Regions from separate parts of the Mus musculus genome. Here all the other regions are linked to region 5. The links are chromatin contacts, called in public HiChIP or PLAC-seq and promoter capture Hi-C maps. All regions are on one chromosome and are shown on one strand. The core of a region is the stretch at or near the end of the contact, and the rest is flanking DNA. Distances in the headings are between cores, read along the strand shown.

Region 1 (3,361 bases), core at 29-2,528, 410 kb before region 5:
TGGACCCTCCTGCTAAATCTGTTGTTGCTACACCATCTGACCACAAGGCTGAGGTTCTGTGAGTGGACTTCTTTTTTCTTTTCCAGACACAGTTTCTTTGTGTAGCCCCAGCTGTCCTGGAACTCACTCTATAGACCAGTCTGGCCTCGAACACAGAGATTAGCTTGCCTCTGCCTCCCAAGCGCTGGAACTAAAGGCATGCGCCACCACTGCAGAGTGAGTGGCCATTTGAGATGAGCAGATCCATGGCCAGTGTACCTGACTGTTGTTAACACATTATGCTGCTTGTTTGCAGTTCGGGAGCAAGGGTCAGGGCAGCAAGCAACTACAAATTGTTTGTTCAGAGTTATTGTGGATGGGAGGCTCTGGGGAAGAAAGCTGCTGTTTTTAATTGCTGGGAGAATTTTGCTTCCCCTGGGACAGGCCCTCTGGGAATCATAACTGATGTTCCCTCCTTCCACTGGGCTCAGGATGCCCACAGTTAAACCGGTAACAGACATGTAGTGGGAATACCTCGGGTTTTTTTTTTTTTTTTTTTTTTTTTTTTTTTTTTTGTGTGTGTGTGTGTTCTTCATATGAATCCATGTAATTTACCCAATAGCACTTTTTGAAGGTTTAGCATGATCTAATAAAACAGCTTCACCTGATTTACCAACTGGGTCGGGTAGAGGCCGTCAGTCTTGTCAGTTCTCTGATTTGTAATGTGTTGATAGTTCGCAAATACTGGCTGTTGATATAAACTTAGGCCCAGTGCCTCACTCATCCCCACCCTCAAGGAATGGAGGCTGAACTTTGACTTGATCAGGCTATCCACCTCCCTCACCCTCTCTGCTCCCTCCCCCCCAATACTTTCCCAGCCCCTCACTACTCTGCCCCTGTCCCTGTATGTCCCTAGCACAGCCCCTCTCACCTCCCCAGTTCACTCTAGTTCTGCAGCCCAGGTCTCTCCATCTCCAGAGCACACCTTCAATCTCCTGGCTCACCTTTCCCCCAGCCCCTCTTGGAAAAGCCAGCCTCCTGAGACCAGACAGTGACCTCTCTTCCAATGCCATCTTCAGTCCTGCCTGCCCTTTCCATTCCTGTAGCCTCTCTTTACCCGAGGCACCCTCTCCATGGTCCTGGCGCCCCCAGATGCTACCCAGCCTGCTGCATCCTTCCACCTCTAGCGCATCCCTCTCCTGCATCCTTCCTTGCCCCGCACACCCGCTCCGCCCTCAGCCCCCCTCCTGCAGCGCACGCGCACTCCACACTCCCGAAGCCTCGCTTCCGGCCGGGGCGGGGCCTGGCGCGAGCCGGGCGCGGGCGCCGGCCATGCTCATCACGCTGTGCTACCTGTACCTGTGGGCGCGCTGGGGGCGCCGGCCGGCCGCGCTGGTGCTGTCCACGGTGCGGCGGCTGCGTGCTTCGCGCTGCTCCTTCACCTTCTGCCGCGCGGCCGCGCAGCCCAGGGACGCGCGCGTGTGCCTGAGCCAGGGCGGCCGCGTCTTCTGCGTCGGCGAGAGCCAGGTGGGCGGCGGGCGGGGTCGCCGCGTGGACGGGGCTCGGCTGCAGCTCGGCTCGCACAGCCCACGCGTGCACGGGAGCCCGGGAAGCCCTGCTGTGACCTGTGGGCCGCGGGCCAGCTGCCCCTCCCTGGTGTCTCCGGTCCTGCAGCTGCAGCAGGCACATCCCGGACATCCCTCGTGGCACCTAGTGTTCCCGTGGGCTAGCTTCTGGTCCTGTCGGAGGGTGATGGCCGCTGCCCCTCACTGGGAAGGGGGCACTCTGGCCGTTTGCACAGGTCGGCTGCAGGCAAGGGACCTGACTTCACAGTGCACTTCCTACCATACACTTCTGGACACACTTGTTTCCGTGAACACCATTCAGTGTTTTGCTTTTCAGCCGTCTCTGCCCTTTCCGCTTCCTTCTGGAAATCTGCCTCACTTTCAGCACTAAACTGAGAGTTTTTTTTCCCCCGTAGATGTCAAACCCTAACACCGATACGAGAATCATAATCTTACTTCAGGGTGAATATTTTTGTCAAGCTGCTTAGTAATGAGGATGGAATCGTGCTTCTAGGGAACTAACAAAGAAAGCACTCTAAGAAACACCGTGTGGGGATTGAGGATGGTTCAGTGGTTAAGGACACTTGTTGCTCTTGCAGAGCATCCATGTCTAGTTAGTTCCAAGTCCCCACATGGTGGCTCCTAACCATCTGTGACTCCAGTTCCAGAGAGTCCAAGGAATGCAGATGGCGCACGTACACACGTGGGGGCGGGACAGCTGTACACATAAAATTAAATGAATCTAAAGAAGAATACAGTGTGAATTACACACCGAGATCTCTCAGGCTTCCCAAGCTTACAGCTGTAGGAATAGACATGACTAGTACCACCTGGCGCAAGGAAGGTGCAGTGCACACAGATCTGCCCCTCTTAGAATATCTGGGCTCAGTTCTCTTAAACCATTTAAGAGACATCACAAAGAATAATCACCAATGGTGGACTTTTCCACTGTGGCAGTCTCTAAGCTGATTATTTAAAACAAAGCCTTTATTTAAAACAAAGTCTTTGAGGTTTATATCAGAGTAGAGAATTTGCCAAAGATAATTTCTTCGATACTTTGAACATGTTCATGACCTTGGTTTTCTAACTATGCTAACTCAGTTACTTGGCTCTTCCCTGCTTCAGAACCCCAAGTAGGGCACAGCCTTATGGGTATCTGTGCCTCATTGCACTCCTGCTTGTCCCTCAACCCTAGCTTTGCCCACACATCCTTACTGTGTCTTTCTAGATTCAGGGCTGTGACTCTTCTGCTCTGGGTGTCCCTTGATTTTAGTAGACTAAAACCTTTTAAAATCAAATTACAATCCTTCCAGAAATCTGAAAATGATTGAAGTAGATTTTCAAGGTTGCTAGCACACCTAAAATAAGATATGAACACCTGAGGAATGCTCAGTCCCCAGTATAAACGTGGTATTTGCATTCGGTGTGGGTCCTCCTGTGTTTGAGTCATCTCTTGGTTACTTCAATACCTGATGCAGGGCAAAAGCTGTAAATGGTTATCATAGAGTGTGGTTTGGGGGTCAATGACAAGAACAAAAGTAAAATTATTTGTACAGATAATTATTTTTTTGTTTGAACCCAGGGATGTAAAACTCACAGGTAAAAATGGCCAGACACATCTTATTGGCTAACCTCTAAACCACTCTTAAAAACTCCGATGAATTCCTGACTGGGTGCATATTTCCTTTAAAGCATGTCTGTTGGCATGTCTGCATGTGGGAAAGGTTCTCTCCTGAAGTAGCTCCAGTTTCTGGGTTTGACAATTGTGTGACTTTCAGAAGTGCCAGGCACATAACTCACCGTGAAACATCCTTCCT
Region 2 (3,293 bases), core at 320-2,819, 300 kb after region 5:
CGGCTTCCTCTTAGGCTGTTGATGTGCTTAGGGGCAGCCTGAGCCTCGCGTCTGTGCTTCTGTCCTCCGCCTTGGAAAGCTCACAGCTCTTCAGGGAGCCGGGATCTCAGCGAGCTGTCCTAAAGAGGACACTTGGTGTGAACTGGCAGACACTCTGGTTATCGTGGGCGGCTGATGGGAGGGAGAGGGGCATGTGCTTTATCTGAATCACATCCTAAGTCTGATGGTCTCCTCTCTAATGCAGACATGCTGGTTAAGTTCCTCCCTGCAGCAGATAAGCAGCTCCACAGGAAGATAACCATTTTGAAGGATCATGGCTTTACAGGGTAAGGCTTTTCTGTCTGGAAATTATCCCTTCAGGGAGTTCCCATGGGAATACTCCTGGCTCTGGTTTCTGTAAGTGTGACCCTCCTGTCTCTGTGTTGGCTGTCAGGTGGGTGTTTATTAAGCTCTTAGACTGTAGCAAGTTGGGCTTGTTGTCCTAGGCACTCAAGGGGTGAGAGTCAAGCTTGAAACAGTCCTGTCCGTGACCCAGGCCCGGGTCAGGTGGGGTGGAGCTGCGCTGTCACAGGCCATGCTGGTCCCTAGCAGAACATCAGGGACGGTGACCTACACCGGATCCCCAGCTCTTTCACGTCTTCTTTTCTGGATAAAATCAGGTTTTTTGGGTACACAGCGACAGTGGCTGTTTGCTCTCCGGGATGACCAGGGTCTCTGTGTTCATCTCACTGTAAACGTGTGATGTAGTTACCAGGCCGCTTGCTGTGGTCCCGTGACCAAGTTCAGTGTCTGGCTGAAATTGATTGGAAATGGCTTTTAGCCTTGTCTTAGTTAGGGTTACTAGTGCTGTGATAAAACACCATGACCAAAAGCAAGTCTGGGAGGAAAGGGTTCATTTGGCTCACACTTCCACATCACAGGAACTCAAGCACGGCAGAAGCCTGGAGGCAGGAGCTGATGCAGAGGCCATGGAGGGGTGCTGCTGCACTGCTGGTTTTGTGTGTCAACTTGACACAGCTGGAGTTATCACAGAGAAAGGAGCTTCAGTTGGGGAAATGCCTCCATGAGATACAACTGTAAAGCATTTTCTCAATTAGTGATCAAGGGGGAAAGGCCCCTTGTGGGTGGTGCCATCCTTGGGCTGGTAGTCTTGGGTTCTATAAGAGAGCAGGCTGAGCAAGCCAGGGGAAGCAAGCCAGTAATGAACATCCCTCCATGGCCTCTGCATCAGCTCCTGCTTCCTGACCTGCTTGAGTTCCAGTCCTGACTTCCTTGGTGATGAACAGCAATGTGGAAGTGTAAGCCGAATAAACCCTTTCCTCCCCATCTTGCTTCTTGGTCATGATGTTAGTGCAGGAATAGAAGTCCTGACTAAGACAGCTACTTACTGTTTTGTTCCTCTTGGCTTGCTCCTCCTGCTTGCTCATAGAGCCCAGGACCACCTGCCCAGGGATGACTCCACCCACAGTGGGCGGGGCCCTGCGCCATTGTTCACTGATTAAGAAGGTGCTCTGCAGCTGGATCTGAGGGAGGCAGTTCCTCAGCTGAGGTTCTCTTCTTTCCGGTGACTCTAGCTTGTGTAAAGATGACATCAACTAGCCAGCACAGCCCAGAGCAGTCAGAGCAGGTTCCGTTTGTGTGGAGTGACCCACACAGAGGCTGGTGTTACCCAGCTTCATTCGTCGTAGCCGCAGCCTGATTTTCTCGCCTCTGTGTGGAGGTGACCTAGCATTGTACTTGTTCAAAGCCACTGCTGGCTTCCTTGGGTGCTTGCCACGGAGTCGTTTCTACGCGACACATTTGGTGTTGCCTGCTTCTCTTTTGTAGAAATCTGACGTTTGGATGGGATGGGCCGTCCTGGAGGCTACTCACGGCTCTCAAGTTGCTGTGTCTGGAAGCCGAGCGCTTGTAAGTCTCCCCTGCATTACGTACAAGCTGCGCCTACTTCCTGGTGAAGCTGAGGGGTTTGGGAGGCTTGGATTTAGAGGGAAGGAGTGGACTGTGCCCCGCTGCTTTCAGGGGCCTTAGCCTTCCAGAGTGCGTGGCTCTGAGAACTTGCCCCTCTGTCCAGGTGACCCCTGGTGACTGAGTATTGTCAGCGCTGTCACTGTTCAGGGCACATCTGCCAGTGGGTGGCTTTTCCTGTGGTAAGCAAGCTTCTAACCACAACCCTCTAACTGTCCTAACCAGCCCCGCTGAAGGCCTTTTTCGTGAAAGGAGCCGGGTAGAAGAACCCAGTGTAGACGTTCATCTTGCTCAGGCTCCTCACCCTTTCTAAGGGGTTAGGGCTGCCAGTCACACCCCAGAGCCTTCACCTCTGCAAGCCAAGGCACCGTGAGTGACTGACTCACCTGGGTGTAGAGGATGGCCTAGCTGCAGACTCCTTCCATTTGGAGGGCGTGTGGCAGTGAGCTGTGTTTGTGGCTGTCACCTTTTAGGAAAAACTTTCCCTTAAAGGAGCACACAGTGCTACAGCTGCTGAGTCTTGTGGCCATTTGCCAGAGCCTGGCCTTCCGGTTTTGTGTTTCTGCCCCTTGTGCCCCTGTAGCTGGTGGGTGTGACTTCAATGACTTGTCCACCAGACCCAGGACTGCTGTGAAAATAGAATCCAGTCTCTGCTGGCCGGGAGCCGACTGACTAGCTGGCCCTTGATTTACTCTGCTCCTCTTTCTTCCTCCGTGCTGGTGGCTCCCACTCAGGAGCTGAATGATGTCACGGCTTAGGAGCCGAGCTTCACTGTGCTCCGGAAGAATGGGCGTGCTGTGTGTCATCTTGCAGAGTGAGTGCCATCTCCGGTAACGGGGACCTGCTGAAATGACTTTATTGAATATTTCTGCTCTAGCACATCCTGGAAAAAGGTGCTCCTTGGCGAAGTCATCTCCGATACAAACGAGAAGACAAGCTTGGGCGTGGCCCAGAAAATATGCTCTGACGTCATCGAGGAGACGCACGCTGTGCTGCGCAAGGTGTGGGCCCAAGGTTTCAGTCCCGAGGCTGCTTATCATGTGTGCCATTAGGGAAGTCCTGAGAGTTCCTGATGAACAAATGTGGCTGTGTTAACAGGTTTACATTTTACAAGTTAAGTAAATGCGGCTGGGGAGCTGGCCTGATGGTGACGACCGGCATGCAAGCTGGGATGGCAGCCTGTTTTCCCGGGGCCTGGGGTGGGGATAGGCAGAAACCAGTGGATGTAGGTGGAACCAGGAGAATTAAGGAGGCTCGCTGGCCAGCTGGCCTAGTCCAGCGGTGAGTTCCAGGTTAAGTGAGAGACCTTGACTCACAGCAATAGAGGT
Region 3 (3,103 bases), core at 126-2,625, 360 kb before region 5:
ACTGAGTATATCCTAGATGCAGAGGCGGTGTCTCAGCTGGTGGTGACCAGCAGAAGCCATCATGGGACAGAGCACCCAACAGAGGGGGTGTAAGTAAGCAAAGGGGTTCTGCTTTGGATTGTGGATTCCTCATGTCAGAGCAGCTCAGTGGCGGAGGGCAGTGTTTGCATGCTTGAGCTCCTGCCTAGCCTGGCTGGACCAGGAGCAGAGGTAGGTCCGACCTGGAAGACCGGCCCCTGGTTGAAGGCTCCCAGCTCCTGTAGCGCTTCCACCAGGGGACTAAATGTACAAATGTGAGCTTCTGGGGTACATGCCACCAGCAGACCATACCATGCAGCAGATATCTGTGGAGGAAGTGAAACATACGGGATGAACTGCTCTGTGAGAGTGGGCTGTCAGGCGGGCGACCCATCCAACCTCTGAAGAAGGTGGGGGCAGTCATCCACACTTGGGCTCCTCGATTCCCTGTGACCCAAGCACTGTTCACAAGTCCCCACTCCCCAACACTGCTGCATTATGGAATTTGAGCCATGACTAGGAACTTGTGGGATACACCCAGACCATAGCAGGAAGTACGAAGAGGCCAGGTGAGTCCACTTCCGGGAGAGCTGAGCAGGCTTTTCCAACTGGCACCCCAGGCATGGTTTCCTTGGCTTTGCCCCCTTCACATTCCCCAAACTGTCAGAAGTTGGTTTGTGTTGGACTCTGACAAATGGCGGGCGTTTCGCATAAGGCACGGCTAATGAAGGCCTTGGAGACTCCTGCGGATGCCGACCCAAACCCAGGAGTCCTGTGAGTGGAAGTCCACCCCTCTTGTTGTAAGGGCAGCGCCTGATTCCTGCCTAAAGCCTCCCTTTGTCTAGGAGCCCTCCCCTTCCCTGTGCTCCTAGAACTAGCCTGGTTGGCCCGGAGGAGGTGTGAGGCCCATAAAACCAGCCTCGTTAGAAATGACTTATTCATTTCTCCTGTTACTGTTTCCCCTCAAGCCCTTTGTGGTCTTCACTAGTTGGCAGGGTGGTGGGGGTCGGTGGGGGAAGGGTTGGGGGTGGTGGAGGGGTAGAAAGTAGTAAATCTAGGGCCTTTTACTACAACTGAGCCAGGCTATCACTTTACTGGACACATACTGAGTGCCTACTTCGCAGAGGCACTGGTGTGGATGGAGATGGGGAGGAGCACGCCCCTCAGATTCATCTCACAGGTGGTGTGTATAGTAGACTGTGGTGGTTTAAATGAGGTGTGTCCCCTGGTCTCACCCTTGGGGACTCAGGGTGTTTCTTCAGGGGTGTGGCTTTACTGCAGGGGTGTAGTCACCAGGGGGTGGTCTCGGAGTCGCTGCCTAACCTCACTCTCAGTTCCCTCTCTCTGTCTCGTGCCCACAGTTGAGGGCGTGAGCTCTCAGCTTCCTGTTCTGGCCACCGCTCCCACTGTTGTGCCTCCCAGCCAGGAGAAACTACCCGCTCAAATCCCACCACCTCTCAAATCCACCATTCCTTCCATAAGCCCGTCGGCTTTATCTCATTGTGTTTGGACACAACGGAAAGGTAGCTAAGAGTCGCAGAGTTCCTGTTCCAGTTTGGCCTAGGTTCTGGCAGAGAGGATCAGAGTGTGCAGAAAGGCAGATGGCAGCAGGGACAGAAGCCAGGCCTGGTCTGTGAGTACCCTCCCCAGTCAGCGCCCAGTCCTCCCTCACCCTCTGCACTGTCCGAGGGTCGGGGTCCTCCCGCGCCCACCTCTGGTGGGTTCCATTGTGAGGCTGTTCTGTGTTCCGTGTGCTCGTAGCCCCAATGAGAGGCTCTTCCCGTTTGCTCCTCCCGTCCTGTGGGCCCCGGGTGCCTCATTGCCCCTCACTCTGATTCTTTCAACTCTGCCCACACTTCCGTGAAGAGATCTTTATTGGACATTCTGAACGCACTATATCCTGCCCAAACCGGATCGCCGTGAGGCCAGGAGTAACTCTGCTACGCGATAAACTTTGTTCTGTGTGAGAGATGTCATCTGTCAGAATAGAAGCAGCAGGGAGATGGCGAATCCAAGCTTCAGATTGAAGTTCCTCGTACTGAGCTCCAAGCTGCACCCCTGTATTATCACTACCCCCAACTTGCACTTGCCAGAGTTTGCATCTGTCTGGGGCACTGTTAGCAGGCCATAATAGTCTGTGTTACTTGGACCTGAGTAAGGCGGGGGGCCATTGCTGGAGACCGTGGGGAGGAATAAGAGCAAGAATTCCGGGGCAGGTGGATTTGGTTTCATGGCATCAAGTTCCAGCTCTGCCACTTGTTGCCTGTGTGATTGTGAGGCAGGTTGGACAGGTGGGATGTTATGGTGGCGTGGGGAGGGAGAGGAGTACTCCCCTCCAGCCCCCCCCCCCCCCGGAGTCTAAAGCCCCTGGCGAGCTGAGAGCCAACATTTGCTGTGAAGAGTACCAACATAGCTGGGAGGCTGACAAGAGGGCTCAGTGGGTAAAGGGGCTTGCTGCCAAGCCTGACCAACTGTGATCCCAAAGACTCACCTAGCTGAAAGAGAATGGACTCACTCCTGTAAGCTTTTCTCTGGCCTACACACACACACACACACACACACACACACACACACACACACACAGGAGGTGACTCAGTGAGCAAGAGCGTTTGCTTTGGAAGCGTGGGGACCTGGTGGTTTGGGTCCCAAGTACTAGCAAAACCCGGGTGCAGGGGCTGTGGGTAGCTCTGTGACTAAGTGCGCTTACTACTTTTACAGAGGACCTGAGTTTGGTTCCCAGCATCTACAGGGTGGCTCACAACTGTTGAAACACTCAAACACACGAAAATAATAAAATCTTAAAACAAACACACAGACAAAACTTCTGCATGTGGCTTCACTGGCCTGTAACCCCAGCACTCTGTAGCAGAGATAAGGAGATCCTGGGGCCACCCCCAGTCAGACACAGTGAGGTCTGGGGTCAGGGAGACACCCTGCCTTGAGGGCATAAGGCCAAAGGTGCTGGAGGATACAGTAGGTCCCCTCCCCTTCCCCCATCACTTTCAAAGGCATGCACAAGAGTGTTAATTGGAAAGAGGTTTCAGGCCCCACTGTATATGGCCCCTAGCAAAGGCCCACTCCTCCC
Region 4 (3,582 bases), core at 358-2,857, 490 kb before region 5:
TAAGGAGGGGCTCAAACTCTCAGCATCTCCAAAAATGTTTAAGCTTTTTTTTGTTTGTTTTTGTTTTTGTTTGTTTTGGAGAATCTGAAGTAAATTTGGCAAAAAAATAAATATATAACAAACAAAATGGCCTGATTTGGTTAGATCTACCTGTGTTTAATCTCTAAGTATTCCAGAAATTAAAAGAGAAAAAAGGAAAATTAAGCAACAATAAGAAAACCGAGCAGGAGAGAAAGACAATCCGCAGCCCTTGAGCGCAAAGCACAAACCCCTGACAAGCACAGTAGTGGCAATTGAATCCCTAGGAGAGTTTTACCGTATAACAAACCCATTTTTCTTAAAATAAAATACACATTTCTTGAAAGAACGTGTTCTAACTAGAGCTGTGGTTGTGAGAAAACTGCCCCGGAGAGAGCAGTAAAACCTGTATGATTTCAACCCTGTTCCCTTGATCCCTCGCCAGAGTCCAGAGCTTTAAAAGGCTGCTATAAACACCCTGCAATACCCAGTGTTAGCCATCGCCTGGTGAGAGGCACAAGCACAAACGGTGGAAAGAATTTGCAAACTGAAGGACGTCTGGAAACTACAAGCTTCTGAGAAAGGTACCGTGCAGTGGTACCGACACACCCTCGGCTTCATTTTGGTCCTTTGTCCCCCCACCCCCCTAGTCTGTCCCCTCCCCAATAGGAGATGGCAGCCCAGGCCTCAGTGACGTCGCCAGCACTGCGGAGCAGCAGCCCTGCGCAGGCGTAGGAAAAGGCTGCAGGTGGGGAGGTGGGGTGGGGGGCAGCTCTGCGTCCCTCCCGGGTCCTCCCAGAAACGGGGGTGGGGGTGGGGGGGAGAGGCGCGCACACACAGACCAGGGGCAGCGCGCACGCGCGTCACCGCAATTCCAACCCCGCGCACGCCACAGGGCCCCTACACAGCGCACCTTTGGGGACCCTCGAGGACGCACGCGCGCGCCTGCCACTGCAGCCTGCCGCAGCGGCGGGTGGGCGGGCGCGCGCGGGTGCTGAGGAGGGGGCGCGCACACCACAGGGAAGGCAGTGACAAAGGTGGGAGGGGAACCACCATCCTCAGAGGATGAGAAGGACGCCCACGCCGTCGTAGGGAAGGGAGAGCGTAGGAACAAAGCGGGCCAGCCGCAGACCCAGAGGCGCGTCCCCGAGCGCTCGGAACGCGGGAACGGGTACCTGACCCGGGATGTCACCCGCACGCCAGGCGACGCGCACACAAAAGACCCCCCTTCTACCGTTAAGGACGCCCGAGGGTCACTGGACAAAGGGAACACACCCACAAGGGCAAGGGCGGCCACACCCCCTCAGCGCGCGGGCGCTCGGCGAGACGCGCGGCGACGCGCACACCCACACTCACCACACACCCACGGAGGGAGGTGTGGAGCGCCCCGATGCCCGGGCATCTCGGCTGCGGCGGGACGCGCAGACGCTTCCGTGAGCCCCGCCGCGCGCAGGGTCTGCACTCACCCGGGCCCGCAGCCCGCGAGCCTCAGACGCGGGCTGCCGACGCCTCCGGCCCTCCACGTCAACCAGACCCGCAGAGCGAACGCTCCGCGGCTCCTGAGGCGGGCGGGTCACGTGGCTTAGGGTGCGCATGCGCAGTCGCCGCGTCGCCCCCTCAGCTCGGTGGGGTGGGTGGTGAGACCGTGCTAGCCCCCTCGCTGCGGTCGCGGTGCGCCTGCGCCAAGCGGCGGGGGCGCCTGCCAGCCTCTGCTTTTCCTCAGGTTTTTTTTTTTTTTTAATTTCCGCCCACGCTGCGGGGGTAGCTGAGCCGCGCCTGCGCATTGGACTGAGTGGGGCTGAAGGGTGGGGACGGGTGGGCGTCGGTGCTCGCAGGACTCAAGGTCCCGGGCCTCCTGTTTCCTCTGAGCCTCACGAAGGCTGGGACAGGGCCCATCATGAGAGGGCAGGACTCGGGGCCTCTGTCCAGCCCGGGCCCCTTCCTCGCCTCAGAGGGTCCGAGGTGCGCATTTTCCCCGCAGCGCGCGCTCCCGCCGCCCCCTCAGCTGCAGTGGCGCGCGCGCGCGAACATCCGCAGTGGCTGTGTCCGCAGCAAGCGATGAGATTATGTAACAGACCATTGGTGAAGGGGGGCGGGGGGAGATGTCTGACGACGATTGTGTTCCTTTTCCACAGATTGTCTAAAGCCACAGGGAAGATGGTGGAAAATTCACCGTCGCCATTGCCAGAAAGAGCGATTTATGGCTTTGTTCTTTTCCTAAGCTCACAATTTGGCTTCAGTAAGTACTGGAATGATGGATGGCCAAGGCCCTTAATGGTATTGAGAACCAGGAAATAATGTGTTTGTCCTTAGAACGTACACACATGAACTGTTGATTCTTTCTACCTGTGTCTCTTCACGAGTCCTAAAAGGGGTACCGTTTGTTTGCTCAGTTTATGTATGCAGTTCTAGATGAACTCTCCAATATTTATTTAGCACTAGGCTTGATGCTAATGTGAATAAAACCTGGCCCCAATCCTTGAGGTCATAGTCATGTGGAGAAGCATAGTAAACCCACAGTTCAGAGAGCATGATGAGTGCCCTGGAAGAGCCTTGGAAGGTTTAGAAATTGGGGTTAGCTACCTCCAGGCCACTCCCTGGCAGTTCTATCAGAATAAGTCAGGAAGGACCATGGATAGAGTCTCTGAGTGAAGGCCTGTGAAGGTTTGGAAGTGAGATGCTTATAGCTCCAGGATAGCATGCTGTAGCTGAAGAGTGAAGATAATGGGCCAGAGAAGTCAGGTGTAAGAATGTACCCTTAACGTCTGGGATCTGCATTAATGCCCACAATGTTCCATTTTGTAGATGAGGCCACTGAGGCTTACAAAACAAAACAAAACAAAAACAAAGAACAAAAACAAACTTAATATGACCAACTCAACAAACAGAACCAAAGTCCCTCTTCAAATAGTTTGGAAGATATGAGGCAATCAAGTGGTAGAAAATTGAATGCCCACAATCCAACCTGGTCCTTGATAGAAATCAGAATGTCTATGTGGAGGTATCCTTCCCAATTCTTAAGTGAAAAGTACTAGCTTAGCTGTAGTGTAGTGGGATGAAGAAGCTACAGTTACTGGCTCTTTCGTGGAATCATTGTTTGGCCTGAGAGCTTTGTGTTTTGCATGAAGTGAACCTGTGAAGTAGGTGCTGCCTTGCTTCCTCAGTTTAAAGATGGGAATACTGAATTTAAGTAACTTGATCAAAGCCAAATAGCAACAGGACTGGAATTAGAACAGGTATACTGGCAGACTTCACTCTACTGAAGTCCTTTGACTCTTGTATTAACTTGGGTAATTTATGCAAAGAAGCTGCTTAATAAACATTAGCTGCCCTTTATTTCTATAAATTACTATTCAAAGAGGATTTTAAGGATTGGAATCTACAAGCATGTTAGATAAACCAAAACCTAATTGAAGAATTTACTGAGCACTTACTATGTATCAGACAGTGTTAGAGGCCAGGGAAAGGTAAAATAACCAAACCTTGTCTGCCTTCATTTGAGCTTTCTGCATACTTGGAGACGACAGATAAGTAAAACATATCCAGGAAGCAAAACAGGGATAG
Region 5 (3,570 bases), core at 959-3,458:
GGGCGCAGAACGCAACTATTCCTCTTTTTCCAAACCAAAACTAAGGTTTGTTTTACTTTCTACTGTTGTCTAGAGTATTTAATGTACGGTATAAGGATTACTTTTTCTGTATTCTTTTATCTCATTTAAAAACAGGTGCACAATACAAATTAATCTACCCCAAACAGGCACAAATTCTAAACATTCCCGAAGCCCATTAATTACACAGAGGTTCAGTGCTGACTCTGACAACCAGACAAGCCCCTGGGATGCTGACAGATCTACCACACCCAACCAGCCTGCAGGCAACAAATGGAGAAAGAACTATTTTCAGATATATCTTCTGAGTTTAATGGGTGTCCTTCATCTTCCATCTCTGACACACTCCCAAAATGTTACCTGTTTAGTGAGCTGAAAGGCAGCCAGGGGAATAGATACAATAAGCTCAGATCTCACAGTCCTATTCTCTTTCCCTGAAAAGACTGTTACTATTTAGCCAGGCCTGGTCTTGAACTCTCAGTCCTCCTGTCTCAGCCTCCAACATGCTGTGATCACTGGTCCATGTCAACCCAGCTCAAATGTCATTATTAGACAGGAGATTCGTGTCAGGTTTAAGGATTAATAAGGACAATACTTACCATCTCCTCCAGATGCTAAAATCTCCCCAGTTGGAGAAAAGCGTACAACATTGACAGCTTTGGTGTGTCGAGCAAGATTGGAGAGAAATTCCACAATGGCTTTCCCATCTGGCCCCCTCTCCAACTTCCAGATCTGTCGACAGCAAAGCATACATTGCAGAAACACACTAGCCACCTCCTAACTCCCTTCCAGGAGACAACAACTTATCTTCTGGCAGAAAATGCAATTTCTTTTTTGAAACTTTGTAAATCAAAGGAAGTATTAGCAGAAATGCACACCATCAGTCCCCTTACCTGCTATTCCCCTCTTCCAGTTCTTTAGAGCAAATGGGCAAAGCACAGAGCACAGGAGCTAGGCTCAGTATTACTATTTTGAGACAAGGTCTCACCTAGCCCAGGCTGGACTCAAACTCACTACTGTTGAGAATCTCAAACTTCAGATCTGTACCGTATGGGTATTGGGGATACATGCCTGGCACCACAGAGCTCTTCCTAGTTTAGTATTCTAAAATACTGAGAACCCACTTGTAACAATGTAGCAAATAGCCGGGCCGTGGTGGCCCACGCCTTTATTCCCAGCACTTGGGAGTCAGAGGGTTCGAGGTCAGCCTGGTCTACAGAGTTCTAGGACAGCCAGGGCTACACAGAGAAACCCTGTCTTGAAACAACAAACAAAACAAACAAAAACAATGTAGCAAATGTTAAGAAAGCTAATCTTCTCAGCATTCCTTGCTTTCCCCAGGCCTCAGAACTTAGTACACTGGACTAGGTGGCAACCCGACTTGAGTTGCTGCCTTCAGTTTTAAACAAAGGAATGAAAACGTGAGCTCCGCGTAGAACCTCCCCGTATCCTCCCGCCTGTCCATTTACCCTGACGGCGGTGTCCACCCCCGCGGATGCCAGCCTGTGGATCTTCCAGGTTGCCCCATGCTGGAAGTCCAGGCTGTACACTGGCTCCTTGTTGTGCCAGGCGATTTCACACGTGATCACTTTCATCCTCCAGAGTTTCCGCCAGGCAAAGGGAGGCTGGAAACGTTAGCAAAGAGTTAAACAGCGACCCTGGAACATGAAGGGCGAGCCGGGGAAAGAGCACAGAAGCCATTAGCGACGCCGACGGCTCAGACACCTGCAATCTTCAGCTAAAATGCTCCCGCAGGTAGAGAGACTTCCACCAGTGTACGGTTCCGGAAGAGAAAGAAACCAAACACCCCAGACGGAGGCGAGGACGGGCAGCACAGAGCATCGTGTTGAGGTGGGGTCCCAGAGACCGGTACCGGAGTACTGGCTATCATCCCGGGGAGCAGCAAGGGAGGGAGTTCACGGGGAGGGGCGCGGGTCCGGGCGGCCCAACCCGGCCTGGCGGAAGGCGCGCGAGTCCCGGTCCCGGTGGGGACTGTGGTCTGGGACGAACTGCCTTCTGCCTGCGCCCGCGCTGAGATCAGAACTCACGGCCCCGGTGAGGAGCTGCAGCCCAACCCAGGTCAGAAGCGCGGAAGCCGGGTATCAGCAAACCTACCTGCAGTAACTCGGTCCACCCGGGGCCGCCACAGCCCGCAGCTTCCCGCGCGCCGCAGGCCACGCCTCCGGTCACGCCTCCTCGGGGCGGAGTTCCGGGGCGTCCCGCCTCCGCGTGGGCGGGGCTGTCACAAGACAAAGTCTCTGAATGGGAGGGTCCAGGGCATCCCTCCTCCCAGTGGCCAGCAATCTCCCGGCACCTTGGCTTCCGGTGGGCGGAGCTCTGGGCTCTTTTCTTTCTCGTGGGCGGGGCTGTCGCGGCTCGTGGCTCCTGTTGGGCGGGACTGGGAATCCCATTCCCGCGCCTCGGAGGAGTCCAGGCTCGTCCAGCTTTGACGTGCTAACCCGAGATGCAAGACGTCCTACCTACCACGCGTCAGTGTCACATGCTCATCGGACAGATCTTCCCGCCTGGAATTTACGGTCTAGAAAGAAAAGCGGGACTAGAGACGCAGGCAGCTGATTGCACGCTTAGCCAACAGCAGCGGTTCTGTCACCAGCCCCTGCCGGTGATCTCAGCACTCCAGAGGACCCTAAGAGGAAGGTTATCCTCAGCTACAGAGAGTTCCAGGCCAGCCTGAACTAAAGACTAAACAAAAAATATATAACATTTCTTATAGGGCAGATGGGAAACTTTGGGACTCATCTAATATAACCAAATAAGAGTGTCCCAGGCAGTGGATATTTGAGAGCTGTCCTGCCCCACCAAATATCTCAAAATGGCTCTGGAGTTTCAAAATGTCAATAAAACAGCAATGCCTTCGCCCTCTCTTAGCGATGTGACAGACGCCTAGAATGGTTGTTATGATGGTAATCCCAACACTCTGAAGGTGGAAATGGGAAGATGATCAGGAGTTCAAGGTCAACCTTAACTACACAGCAAGATTGAGGCCAGCCTCATGAATGTGTAGGAACTTCCATTCCAATTATGTAATGGTTAATTTATCCACCATGACCTTCTCAATAATGTCACATATTTTTTAAAGATTCTTGTCTCCTATGGTTTTGACTTCTTACAGGCCAGCATATGAAAGTTAAGGTTTTTTTTGTTTTTGTTTTTGTTTTTGTTTTTTTTTTTTTCCAAGACAGGGTTTCTCTGTACAGCCCTGGCTGTCCTGAAACTCATTCTGTAGACCAGGCTGGCCTCGAACTCAGAAATTCACCTGTCTCTGCCTCTCAAGTGTTGAGATTAAAGCCATACACCACCACTGCCCGGCGAAAGTTGGGTTTTTATAAAGAAATGATCTCAAGAGCTGGAGAGGACTCAGCATGTAAGAGCACTGGCTGCTTTGGTCAAGGCCCTGGGTTCAGTTTCCAGAACCCACATGGTGGATCATGACACAGTTCCAGTTAACCCAACACCCTTTTCTGACCTCCAAAAGCACCAGGCACACATATGGTGCACATGCATACATACTGTGATGGCTTGTATATGGTT
Region 6 (3,128 bases), core at 319-2,818, 440 kb before region 5:
AGTCAAAAGCAATTAACCGGCAAGGCAAAGATAAAGGGATAGCTGTGGCAATTAATCTTTGCTGACAAAGCCCGGTGCTTGAGTGTATTTGCACAGAGAACAGAAGATCCTGCAAGAGTTCTTGCAGACAGGGCCAGACAAGGGTGGGAGCTTTTAACTGCACTGTCTGGGCACCTGAGGTGGATGGAGGTCTGCCTGCTTTGCAGTGTGGTACATAATCAGCTTTTCTCTAAGGGGGCTGGGCTTTGCCCCTCCCTCCCCCATGCTCTGGTTTATAGAAGAACCCTCCTCTCCCACCGCTGCATGTAATTACCATGCAAAGCCCATGTCCTCAGCTGTTTGCTTTTCAAGGACGGAGGAGCAATCGCGAGCCCAGTGGGCCCATTAGCACCTCCGTTCACTCTGGGCTCTACCCACCAGACCTTCAGGAACTTACTTGTGGGTTAGGCCAAGCTAAGCACGAGAGAGGAGTCCTTCCCCCGGGTTTTGGTTTTGTTTTCAAAGTTATTATAGACGTGGTGCCGCTTTCTGGATTGACTATTGCCTACAACAGTCACATTTAGCTTACCGGACGTTCAGTTCTGGTCAGTTCAGCATCTCCGGGGGGAGGCGACATCCACGGTCTCCACGGGGCTGGAATGGAACTGGAAACAAGCACCAGGAGAGACTGAACTCCTGGCGTTTCTGCCGCCCCGCCCCCCCAAAGGTTACTATGAGGTTGATACCATAGTGTCTGTTTGACAAAGAGTCCCTGCACACACCATGATCCCTTAAGGTCTGTCTGCCGATGGGCCAGTCAGTACTTTACCTGTTCCTGCCTCCTGAAGAATTCTCCGGGCTCTGCTTCCTAGTACACTCTGAGATGGGAAGCCCCAAATCTAACCTATTATTAGGGCGCGTGTGAGTGGAGATTATTTTTTCTCCTAGCAAATCTCTCATTGATACCTCAAATTTTTCTAATACAGATGGTTGGTTTCAAGTACACCACCTCTGCTGCTGGAGACTCCTTAGACTACTATGCCAAAGGCGTTTCTGCATCGCCAAACTGCTCCGCTTCCTACCTACCCAGCTAATCTGATTTCCTTAAACTTCACAGCTTTAAAGATAGCGATGTCCCTGGATGGGCAAACACCGATCCCCAGCGTAGGGCAGGAGACTGTCACTTTGTGATAGACCGCAGGATCCTTTTATAAATTTCTTATGGGGCCCCCAGCCTTCAGTATTTTCCAGCTGGATCAATTTCAGATCCTCAATACACGCAAGTGTTGCCCATTTCCTTGCCAGATATCCGCGGGGTCCCTGCACTTCAGACAGGAGTTTGCAGTAGTCGATCTCAGGTTAAGGAGCTCAGTGTCTGGGTGCACCTCCACCGGGGCCACAGGACACCCTCACCTTTCGGGCCCGCGTGGCAGCGGTAGCCTCCCGGGATCATCCCCCGGACAGTGGCAGAGGCGTCCCCGCGCCTCCCGGACTCCGGCCGCCTCCGGTCTCATGGTGCGGGTGTCGCGCGAATCTCTCAGCCCGACGGCGCCTGGTCCCCCTGGCTGAACGCGCTCACCTACCCGCTCACTCGGCGCCAGGTTTAAAAACTGGGGCGGGGCGGGGAGGGGACTCGGGGAAACTGCGCCCCGTGGGGAGGGGGAGGGCAAGGGACCTCGGGAAGGGACGGAGGAAGCAGAGGGTGGAGACCAGAAAGGCTCAAGGAAGAGAGCAGGGTCGGGACGGCGGGGAGGGGTGTGTGTCCAGAGTGGAGAAAGGACAAAAGAAAACCAGGAGGGTCACTGGCGGAGCGGGAAGCGCAGGGCGGGACAGACGGCCTACAGGGCCTCCGAGATGACGGGTGGCGGCTGCGCGTCCCGGGGAACAATTTTCCCCACTGCTGAGCAACTCCTGGGGCCGCTGCCCTCGGGGCTCTGATCCCTAAAAGCATGAAGCCCCACCCCGCACCCCAGTTCTCCCAGAGTTTCCCTTTCAGCACTGTGAGAGGTGGTGAGTGTGGGGCACAGAGTCCTCGCTACACCGAGGGTCAGGACAGCTCCACGAGTGGGTGACAGCTGGGTTTACGAAGCCAGGCGAGGGTTTAGGCGCAACCTCCGCACCGACGAAAGCCTTAAGATGGGGGAGGGGTGCTTCCTGTTAGGGGTCACCAGTCAGGACCCCGGGTACCCCTTTGCCCAATAACCTGTTCTCCAGTGCCAGGTGACTGCATGTGAACACTGTAGCTTGGTCTGTGTCATTTAAATTAAGTGACTCGGGTTTTAAAAACCGAGAGGGGTGGGGAATAAAATGTTTTCGAATGGTTTATTTAAGATCTGGGGAATATTTAACACCAATTAAGGGCAAATAGGAAAGAGGGAGTATTTACAAATTTTATTTACAGTATTAAAAGCCCTGAATATAAAGCAGGAAGCTGGGAGTGAGCAAACAATGTGAACTCACGAACACAGTTAAGGTGTCAGTGGTTTCTTGTTGTTTTAATAAAAAAACACCTAGATGTGGGTGCCTTTTAAAGAACTTTGATAACGTGTATCTGTGAGCCCAAAGAATGAAAAGGTATCTAGTGACAGCCAAGTGTTCCCAATAGTATGTAAAGGATGGGGGTATGTTATATAGCTGATAAAAACACACTCATGTTGAGCCATCACTCAGGAGGCAGAGGCAAGGGGATCTCTGTGAGTTCAAGGCCAGCCTGGTCTACAGAGTGAGTTCCAGGACAGTCTAAGGATGCACAGAGAAACCCTGTCTCAGAAACTTAAATAAATAAATAAATAAATTTGTGCAGGTCTCTTTTCTCTCCTAGTCCTGTGTCTGAAATCCAGGAACTCTACGGAGTCCTGAACACTATGGAAAATTAGATAAAAGGTTATTTTTAGATCATTTTATCTTATGTGTGTTTTACCTGCATGCAGGTCTGCCCACCATGTTACCTTTCCATCCTCTGGAACTGGAGTTACAGACGGTTGTGAGCCACCATATGGCCGTTGAGAACCAAATCTGAGTCCTCTGCAAGAGCAACAAGTGCCCTTAACCATTGAGCTGTGTCTCCAGCCCCTAGATACAAGGTTTAGAAAGAGGAGCTGCTTAGGGTAACTTTGTTTTTACATTTGTTTGTTTGTTTGTTTGCTTAT

What was found. Promoter capture Hi-C pulls out the DNA fragments that hold promoters and counts their contacts. HiChIP or PLAC-seq counts read pairs in DNA pulled down with a chosen protein or histone mark. Capture Hi-C pulls out chosen DNA fragments and counts their contacts.
Region 1: a promoter capture Hi-C map of pancreatic islet shows a contact between it and region 5. The contact joins the promoter of Hlcs here to the promoter of Chaf1b in region 5. A contact is called at or near these places in 2 of 39 promoter capture datasets (the C10 cell line and hippocampal neurons) and 2 of 9 other capture datasets (liver and pancreatic islet).
Region 2: a contact with region 5 is called in an H3K4me3 HiChIP or PLAC-seq map of bone marrow-derived macrophages, with 3 times the contacts expected there. The contact joins the enhancer-like site here to the promoter of Chaf1b in region 5. A contact is called at or near these places in 1 of 484 Hi-C or Micro-C datasets (embryonic stem cells), 3 of 115 datasets of contacts at active chromatin or transcription factors (bone marrow-derived macrophages, effector CD8 T cells and memory CD8 T cells) and 3 of 9 other capture datasets (adipose tissue, embryonic stem cells and liver).
Region 3: a promoter capture Hi-C map of liver shows a contact between it and region 5, with 2.1 times the contacts expected there. The contact joins the enhancer-like site here to the promoter of Chaf1b in region 5. A contact is called at or near these places in 9 of 39 promoter capture datasets (the 3T3-L1 cell line, 3T3-L1-derived adipocytes, frontonasal cranial neural crest and 5 more), 4 of 115 datasets of contacts at active chromatin or transcription factors (forebrain, large pre-B cells, memory CD8 T cells and 1 more) and 1 of 9 other capture datasets (embryonic stem cells).
Region 4: a contact with region 5 is called in a promoter capture Hi-C map of adipose tissue. The contact joins the promoter of Ttc3 here to the promoter of Chaf1b in region 5. A contact is called at or near these places in 6 of 39 promoter capture datasets (the HPC-7 cell line, cranial neural crest, frontonasal cranial neural crest and 3 more), 1 of 484 Hi-C or Micro-C datasets (embryonic stem cells), 3 of 115 datasets of contacts at active chromatin or transcription factors (astrocytes, forebrain and memory CD8 T cells) and 3 of 9 other capture datasets (adipose tissue, liver and macrophages).
Region 6: a contact with region 5 is called in a promoter capture Hi-C map of pancreatic islet. The contact joins the promoter of Ripply3 here to the promoter of Chaf1b in region 5. A contact is called at or near these places in 6 of 39 promoter capture datasets (the C10 cell line, cranial neural crest, liver and 2 more), 4 of 115 datasets of contacts at active chromatin or transcription factors (craniofacial prominence, embryonic limb bud, forebrain and 1 more) and 3 of 9 other capture datasets (adipose tissue, liver and pancreatic islet).

The regions. Positions count from the first base shown.
Region 1 is chr16:94,288,208-94,291,568 of GRCm38.p6, reverse strand. It overlaps Hlcs (holocarboxylase synthetase (biotin- [propriony-Coenzyme A-carboxylase (ATP-hydrolysing)] ligase)), which reads left to right and starts at 1,278. Exons shown (of 11, transcript NM_001360045.1): 1 at 1,278-1,506. The coding sequence starts at 1,312.
Region 2 is chr16:93,584,852-93,588,144 of GRCm38.p6, reverse strand. It overlaps Setd4 (SET domain containing 4), which reads left to right. Exons shown (of 12, transcript NM_145482.3): 9 at 245-326; 10 at 1,828-1,908; 11 at 2,843-2,966. Among named protein-coding and RNA genes, the nearest start is that of Setd4, 17 kb to the left of the region's middle. Within about 2 kb of position 1,569, at least 118 of the 459 cell types and tissues checked have an H3K27ac peak or open chromatin away from gene starts, as enhancers often do. A contact at or near this core is called in bone marrow-derived macrophages, effector CD8 T cells and memory CD8 T cells, where this site is marked.
Region 3 is chr16:94,244,398-94,247,500 of GRCm38.p6, reverse strand. All of the region lies in intron 5 of Hlcs (holocarboxylase synthetase (biotin- [propriony-Coenzyme A-carboxylase (ATP-hydrolysing)] ligase)), which reads left to right. Among named protein-coding and RNA genes, the nearest start is that of Hlcs, 44 kb to the left of the region's middle. Within about 2 kb of position 1,375, at least 62 of the 459 cell types and tissues checked have an H3K27ac peak or open chromatin away from gene starts, as enhancers often do. A contact at or near this core is called in liver and memory CD8 T cells, where this site is marked.
Region 4 is chr16:94,368,764-94,372,345 of GRCm38.p6, reverse strand. It overlaps Ttc3 (tetratricopeptide repeat domain 3), which reads right to left and starts at 1,607. Exons shown (of 46, transcript NM_009441.2): 1 at 1,485-1,607. It overlaps Pigp (phosphatidylinositol glycan anchor biosynthesis, class P), which reads left to right and starts at 1,796. Exons shown (of 5, transcript NM_001159618.1): 1 at 1,796-1,980; 2 at 2,154-2,257. The coding sequence starts at 1,916.
Region 5 is chr16:93,882,539-93,886,108 of GRCm38.p6, reverse strand. It overlaps Chaf1b (chromatin assembly factor 1, subunit B (p60)), which reads right to left and starts at 2,208. Exons shown (of 14, transcript NM_028083.4): 1 at 2,134-2,208; 2 at 1,488-1,643; 3 at 618-750. The coding sequence starts at 1,613.
Region 6 is chr16:94,326,862-94,329,989 of GRCm38.p6, reverse strand. It overlaps Ripply3 (ripply transcriptional repressor 3), which reads right to left and starts at 1,568. Exons shown (of 4, transcript NM_133229.2): 1 at 1,393-1,568; 2 at 569-644. The coding sequence starts at 1,493.